Regions from separate parts of the Rattus norvegicus genome. Here region 1 is linked to region 2. Evidence: chromatin contacts called from public Hi-C data. All regions are on one chromosome and are shown on one strand. The core of a region is the stretch at or near the end of the contact, and the rest is flanking DNA. Distances in the headings are between cores, read along the strand shown.

What was found. A called contact is a pair of places that touch in the nucleus more often than the background predicts.
Region 1: a Hi-C map of psoas muscle shows a contact between it and region 2, with 1.7 times the contacts expected there. The contact joins two enhancer-like sites.

The regions. Positions count from the first base shown.
Region 1 is chr16:85,630,083-85,634,002 of GRCr8, reverse strand. All of the region lies in intron 31 of Myo16 (myosin XVI), which reads left to right. Among named protein-coding and RNA genes, the nearest start is that of Myo16, 320 kb to the left of the region's middle. Within about 2 kb of position 2,097, at least 10 of the 93 cell types and tissues checked have an H3K27ac peak or open chromatin away from gene starts, as enhancers often do.
Region 2 is chr16:85,110,296-85,114,604 of GRCr8, reverse strand. All of the region lies in intron 1 of LOC134482422 (a long non-coding RNA gene), which reads left to right. Among named protein-coding and RNA genes, the nearest start is that of Irs2, 78 kb to the left of the region's middle. Within about 2 kb of position 2,699, at least 3 of the 93 cell types and tissues checked have an H3K27ac peak or open chromatin away from gene starts, as enhancers often do.

The sequences.
Region 1 (3,920 bases), core at 848-3,347, 520 kb before region 2:
GTGAGCTTTGCCAGGTGAATATTTATCAAGCTCCTCTTCTCAGCTCCTGCACAAGGCATTTGGAGGAAGCCAGGCTGGAGATGAACCAGATACAGCAGACCCCACCCACCCCACCCCCTCAAAGCTGCAGCAGATCTGGCTTCTTTCTCTTGATACAACCAGTTCTGTCCTTCGGGCCCCTCCCATTCTTTCTGCACCCCCTGCAGAGGTGCAAGGATGCTGTCCCCTGCACTTTCCCGCCTTCCAGGTTCTCTTGGGGATCGTACAGTAAGTGTTTTGGGGAGCTCTTATGCAAGTCTCCAGTACTCACTAGTAGAAGCCTCAAGGATATCCTGAAGGCCATTGCCCTGGAGGAGTCACCTGCCCCTTCTGGAAGCCTGAGAAATGACACCCTTGTGAGGTGTTTAAGAACTGGCTCTCCCAGTCACCAAAATTCCAGAGTCACACGGGGCTCAGGCAAAGAATGCCAGTTCCCACCAAACTGACCCCAGTGCCCCGAAGCAGGAGATTTTTAAAGCAACATAAAGTGATATTTTGAAAACAATCAATATTTACTGTTGGTGAGAGAGACGACGACAGAAACTGCAGAACAAGGCAAGGCATTGGCTGCAAACACCCGTCAGTGTCTCCTACAAGATGCTGGGCTTCAGTGGAAAGTAAGAAGCTGTGGTGTTCTGAGTAAGAGGAAACCTCCAACGTGCAATGCAATACTGTCCTTACCTTGTAATTTGAAATAAGCAATGTCAAACGCCAAGGCATGCCATTGCCACAGACACTCAGTCCTTTGCTACCTGCCAGCTTCCAGCCATCGCCTGGGCATGATGCTGCCACTCAGGCTTGCTAGGAATTCTTACCAAGAACACAGCTGTTTTACCACTGTGCAAGGTGCGGCTGTGCTTAAAAAAAAAAAAGTGAAGCTTCTACAAGGTGTTGTCAATCTGTTCATTAGTCTCTTCTTTTTCCTTCCTTTTTTTTTCTTTGTGTCCTTTTTTTTCCCTTGACATTGCAATATCCTACTGTGGAACCCTAGCAATCAAAATCTTCATTCTGCAGCCAGGGCTGGTCTCAAACATTCAGTGAGCCTTACTGCCTCAGCCTCCGCATGCACAACACTGCCTACATCTATTTCATTCTTCCATGATGTATTGTTTCCTCTCCATGCTAGGCATGTAGAGACTGTAAAAATATCAGAAGATATATTTGAATTAAAGGCACTGCCATGCCAGAGGACGGCGGCAGAACACAAGCAAACTGGAGAGAAGGGATATACCAGGCCCAGAGAAGGACTAGGGAGAAGCTACCTGGCCCGAAAGGTCTTCCTGGTGGGCACAGAGTCTTGAATGAGCACAGAGCTTTATTCTTCCTTGAAGTCTGTGATCTCTGGTTGTAGGAATGCAGGTCAAAATCTGGGGCTGACAGAGTCTTGGAAGATCCTTTCTATGCTATGAGACACTGGTGTCTTAATTGGAATGAACCTAGAAAACACAGAGCTGGGAAAACATGGCCTCCTTTCAGAGCAGGACTTTTGGGCTGGGGACCCTCCATTCTAGGCCAGGTAATGGATCCATGGTCTGCAGCCAAACTTTTTGAATACCTTAAGTTTTGTTGAATCTCTGGCCTCCACTTACCAGACGCCAGCCACAGCTCCCCATCCCCAGCTGTAATCTCCAACTAAGAATTCAGACACTTCTGAGTGTCCCCTTGGACGGGGGAACCACTTTTAATGTACAGTTTCCCAAGAAAGACACTCTCCCAGAATGCTATTTTTACTATTTAAGAGCAAGGAGAAGACAACAGAATTGTATGTTAATGTTGAAGAATTTTCTAGAACTCCCCGCACTAGGTCAAAAGTCAATGTATGCATAGCCAAGCATTAACGCCAAGCCCTTATTTTTGAGTCACATCCTGGTGTGATTCATGTCTTCTGAACCTATACCCTCTGTAGTGAGTGTTCAAGCCCCATAGGTAGGTATTCAAACCGTCAAGTGTTTACCAGCACCCAACAGAAAGACAGGATGAATCACACACATGCATCATGCAAGGCGCAGCCCCAGACATGTCTCAGGGAAACTTTAACTCTGAGACAGCATTTTCCTTGCTTGCCTCTCTCTCCTTCTCCTTAGTCATCAAGACACTCCAACCTCTTCATTTGGTGCCTTTCTCACCCTTCCAGCACGGAGGCATGAACAGGCTTGAGGACTTAGCCCCAGGTCAGTCCTCAGCTTCCCTAGTGTGCATCTTTGTGTGCGCTCGGGAGGACTCTACGGACCCAATGGCACAGAAACGGCGGCTTGTCTCTGCTGTGATTCTGTCAGTGCTTAAGTACAAGGCAAGGGCAATACCTTTAGTAAGGAATGCAGAGTTTGGTCCCATACCAACCTGCTGCCCATGCAGTGAAGTGAACTACACAGAGGGCTGGAATCTAAATGTCAACAAGTCAGGGCATAGACGCCTTCACTTCTTTGGGCGTTAAGTGAGTAAGGGTGTTTTTTGAGCAGACACTGGCGTGTTACTCATAAGCCACAGCTCCATGGTTAGCACTGATAAAAACACGGTCGCCCCAATGAGGCGGCAAGTCTGTGGTCAGGAATTCCTTCCATTGCAGTGTCATATTGCAGGCTAGGTTCCTGGTTCATAACCATGGAACATCGAAGATAAGGTCAAGGACAGAAGCCGCCTCAGCCTTTCCACCTGCAAATGAGCTTACGAGGGAAGGCCAGGAACAGGGGAAGAGGGCAGAGGACTGGGCACACAGTGGAGCCCTCTGAGCTGGGCCTGCAGAGTGCTCACTAGCGGGACATTCTTGTAGGAGGGTTAGTGTACTGTCTGGCCTTGACAACAAGAGCAACCATGAGTCTCAGACTCTTGGATCGTTGTAGGCTTGCGTATCCAGCTACCCTGCTGACTCTGCATCCTGATGGCTCACACTAAGGAAGCACCAGGACCCCCCTTATGTCCACAGATACCCTAAAATAGACCTGTGCTTTTTATGATTAAAACAAACCCAGCAGGCAATGCGAAGTTTGCAGACCAACCCATACGACAAGTGTTTGAGCGCATGGCGGCCCCGACTGAACCTGCGGAGTGGAAGCAGGGGGATATTTTAAAACCTTAATAACAAAAATGAAGGTTTAGATGATGGGGTCAGTGAGTCTATATGACAGAAATGAGCTACCAGGAAGGCTAGCATCAATAACTGAGTCTGAAGGCTTTATGGGTCTTGCATGATTGTCTCTTTGACCATCAGATAGAGCCACATCCTTCTTTTGGCCTGTGTCCACTTAGCCTTTCCTAAACCTGTGGGTTCTTCCATTCCTCAGAGAGTAAGGCCTCCATTCCTTCCTGGGCTGCCTCTGGGACCCGAGTGACAGGCCTCTCACCCCACCAATGTCCACACTTACCATTCCTTTGCTTCCACATTCATGACTCATCTGGACGAGTGCTACATGGTTCCTGGGAGAAGCTAGTCCATTTTTGCTTCGAGATCTTTACAATAAGTGTTGTAGAGTTTATCTCTGTGACTGCAGCTTCCCACTGCTTTTTCTATTAACTAAAAAGAGCTTAGCTGTGCAGATACAGCTCGACCCAGCAGCTGTTCTTAGGTTCTCATTCATCCAGAGCTGCCCTCCTGAAAATGTTCAGTCTGTGGGTGTGTTCGTTTGTTGGTTGGTCATCCAGCCCCTTTCCAGGAGGTGAACTTCAAAACTACGTGGTCTCATTCCAATCTCTAGCACCTAGTGTGTCTGGTACGTAGCAGGCACGCAGACAGTAGCAGGACAAAAGGACACAAACAATAGCAGGAGACACCCACAAACACATGCAGGCGCATGCATAGATGCCCATGTCTTAAGACAGCTGAGAGGCTGAACCTGCTTGAGTGTCATACAGGAGCTGTACGACTTGACCAAACTGAGAACTGA
Region 2 (4,309 bases), core at 1,450-3,949:
CCAGTCAGCCTTCACATGATCACCAGGCTGTGAAGTAGAACTCTTGAACAACCTTTCTTACCTGCAATTATGTGTTTCTTGACTGGCACCTCCCCAACCTCCTTCCTACAGCCATCCCTATTGTATGCTAATTTTTTCAAAATGTGTATATTCATGCATGTGCATATATATAAATGTGTGTGTGCATGTAAATCAGTGTGTGTGTGTGTGTGTGTATCAGTGTGCTAAGACTGCTTACCAGATAAGAATATCTTTATGAAAACAAAGATCTCTTACTTAAGAAATTCTGTAGCGTGCGTTTATGCATCATCCCAGCTAATGAAGGTAATTAGATAACAAAAGGTTACAGAGGGAGAAGCTATTAAGTCAACTTTTTAGATGAAGGGTCTGCAGGAGGATTCTTCCCCAGGGCCACACCAAAGCGTGGGGAGAACCGCACAGGAAAGATGTATTTGCATGTATTTGCATCTGATTTGTATCTGATTTGTATGCAATTAGCATATATGTGGCTTGGCTGTGAAGTCCTGTCCTGGGCAATTTCAACTTTTAAATGTCCCTTAAAGTTCCCATGTTGGCTTTTCCAAGAGGGTCCTGTAGTCTGGGGACCTGATCCCTGAGTGAACACCAGTGAATTGTCATTGATTCCAAGCCAGCAAGCAAAGGTATGCCAACAGCAAGCATTACCCAGAGACCTTTGCTAGTCTTAATGAGAGGTGTGGAGAGGGGACCAGGGCTTAAGAACTTGCTGTGCAAGCACAAGAACCTGAGGTCAGATCCCTAGAACTTACTTAAGTCAGAATACGGTAGGGTAATCCCCATTCTACTTCAGTGAGATGGGAGGTGAAAAACCAGACTATCTCCCCTAAAGCTCCTTGCTTAGTCCATACAGAATCAAAATGCAAAGGACCCTGCCTCAAACACAAATGAAGGCTAGGACTTCCACATAGTAGGTATGACACACAGGCCTGCACTCACACGCATGAACACACACACACAGAGACTGAGACGGAGAGAGTGAAAGAAAGGGAGGGGGAAGAGGGAAGGAAGGAAAATGGGGGAGGGGAGGAAGAGGGAGAAAGGGAGGGAAGGCAGGAGAAGGAAGCATAGGGAGGGGGAGGGAGGGAAGGAGGGAAGAAGGGAAAGAGAAAGAAAGAGGGGAGAGAGAGGGAGAGAGAGAGTGAGGGAGGGAGGGAGAGAGAGAAAGTCAGGAGCAGAATGTTCCTTCTAAATGCCCCTCCCCCTCAGTGTGTTCTGCATGGTTATTAAATCATCAGGACCTACTGGGAGAGTTTAAGACTAAACCAGAAGTTTCAAATGTAGGACCCCAGGGAGCACTGCAGACACCATCTCAGGACACTCTTGTGCTGCTGTCCCCACTCAGATGCTATGTTTACCGTGTTCGAGACCTACAGACTCTGTTCTCACCTCACTGCCAACTCTACCCAAATATAAACTGGTCCCAGGAAGGGTCAGATGTCAATCTTCGGAAACTTAGTAAACATTTTCTTGGCATTTTCATCCATTGATATCCGCAGATATCAATATTTACCAATCAAGCAAAAATTAAGACTTTTTTGGGGGAGGGGCTGGAAAGATGGTTTCACTGTTAAGAGCACTTGGTACTCTTACAAGGACTGGAGTTCAGTTCCCAGCACCCACTGGGAGGCTCACCGCCACATGTAACTCCAGCTTCAGGAGATCCTTCACACTCTTTTGCCTCTGCAGGCTCCTCTACACACACGAGCACACATATCCACACAGAAACACACATGCAACAAAAATTCACCCTTTCTATGTAAAATTTCCCTGCTAATCGTGGCTCCAGTCTTTCCAGACAGGGCTCATATGTGCCGGTGAGGAGGCTACTGTAATGCACAGTGCTCAGTTTTAGAGACATAATCTTCTAAAACAGTGGTTCTCCACCTTCCTGATGATGTGACCCTTTAATATAATTCCTCCGGCTGTGGTGACCCTCAACCATATAATCATTTTGGTTGCTACTTCATAACTGTTATTTTGTTACTATTATTAATTGTAATGTAAATATCTGACCTGCAGGATATCTGATGATATCAAAGCTTATGATATGAAATTGCTTATTTCTCCTCCCATTGTCCATATGGCCTTTTGTTTCCTTGTTTGGAGGGTCCACAGACACAAAACATTTAGCCACTTAGCACAGGCAGCACGGTGAGAACAGCGTAGAAACTATGAATTATACAGAACTGCTTGCTTCCTACGCCATCACCGGGCTATTTTGATTTGATTACTGGAACACTTGATTTCCTCTGTAGAGTTCACGATCTTTCTTGGTTTCCCCTAATTTTCATTTCTCAGACCCAACTTTGAGGGAAACATGTTTATGCAAAAACACCACCCAAATAAATTAAAATCACATTGTGCAATGTTTGCAATATCTATTTCATAACCTGTGACCCAGCCACTGAGAATAGTTAGTGATCTTTAGGGGGCTTTTAGTGTTTCTGTTCAGGGGACATTCTAAGCCATTTTGTGCCCCGTCTATAAAGGTAAACTTTACAATCGCGGGTGCTAGCACAATTGAAGACTAAGTCTGTGCTCCACAGAGTAATGCTTGGTAGAGGAATCGGACAGGACCCGCTGCCAGGAGCCGTCTCCTCAGCTCCTGGCTTCTTGGAGCCTGTCGATGGTTGGGACATCCAAGGACCTGGCTCAGCTGTGCCCAGCGGCTCCACCGAGCCTGCCAGGAAGGAAGCCTCCCACTGCCGTGACCAGTAGGAGCTAAGCAAGCCTCATCTCGACTGGCAGGCACCTCGCACATAATCCCCCAGCCTCAGCTCCCTGGCAGTCACTCCCACAGCTGACTCCAGGGTGTCGGCTGGCTGGGCTTACCGGCCACTCCTTCCATTCTTAGTGTCTGTGCAGAGCACAGGCACGGGGGCTCAACATCACCCACAATGCTCCTCAGAAGGGATGCCCCTACTGTGTCAGTGCCAAGGGCTCCGCTGATTTTATCGTTCTATTATCGATCTCTTCTAGACATGCACTCTGCAGCCACCTGAAATTCATTTTAGGATGTTTACCATCTGTTGCCGTCGGAGGCCCACATCTCTAAGGACTTGCAGACCGTTCATGCTCATAGCTTATCTAAGCTCAGTGGCCGCAGCCCTCCGAGAGTATCTTGGTGTAACATTTGCTACAATGGCCACAGTTGTCCATGAATGGGTTCTAAGATAACCCGATCGGTCAGAGGCACTGGTCCAGGTGGCTTTGCAATACGGAGGTAAGATTTTCACGGCCTTCCCGAGGGGACAGAATCTCCCTTCCGGGTGTGAACCCCGTATATCAGTGAATATTAACATGGCTAGGGCTCCCTCCTCAGGGAAGGACCACGGCATGGATGTAGATGGAGTCATCTTGTCTCCTTCCAGGGGAAGTTCCATAGAGGATTCTCCCTGAATCAAGATGCCCCTGGTTTTACTCAGCACAACGTCCAGATGATCATAAATGCTAGGTCTTGCTTAGGTTATGATGATGATGATGATGATGATGATGATGATGATGATGATGATGATGATGATGAGTGATGAGTTAGGGTTTTCATGTCCAAGTCTGTCTATTGTCCCTTCGTCAGCCTAAGCTTGGACTTGTAACTCAGGCAGAAGCAATCAAGCAAAATTAGCCTTCCACCTCAGAAGACAGCAAGCAACGGAATGTCAAGCCATATTCACAAAGGCTCCACCATCCTTCCCTTGACAATGTCATTTGCCTGCACATCAGTCATCCATCTACTGCGTAAGAAAGGGTGCCTGGATGGGACACAGCACATGCTACTTCCTTGTCGATGCCAGGAACAGAGGCGTGATGTGAATGAAGACCCATCCAGGGATGACACAGGTCTCCAGCTCTGGAGCGAGGAACACAGGAGGCTCAACGCTTGCTGCAGAGCTCATAAGGCAGCTCCCGCTGACACAGGGTCTCATTCTGAGGCTTTTCAAGAGCCTCAACCCGGCTGTCCTTCGGGAGCGGGGGCTGGGCAAGGAGCCTCCACCAATCCACACAGACTGTAACATTCCCCGCTCTCCTAGGCAAGAACAAAGGAGCTAATACCTTATGGTCCTTTTTCCCCATGGCACAGTTGAAGCATCAGGAGCAGAACTGGGCCCCACCGATGCCCGTGTCTCTTGCTTTATGGGAAGACGACTTGTGGAACTGTACAGGAGGTGTTTCCAGTTCAGCCTGGCCCATCACAGTGTCATTGACACACTCCAGATGCCATCTTCACATTTGGCCAGGTATTTTGATGTCATGAGATGCAGAGGAAGGACGT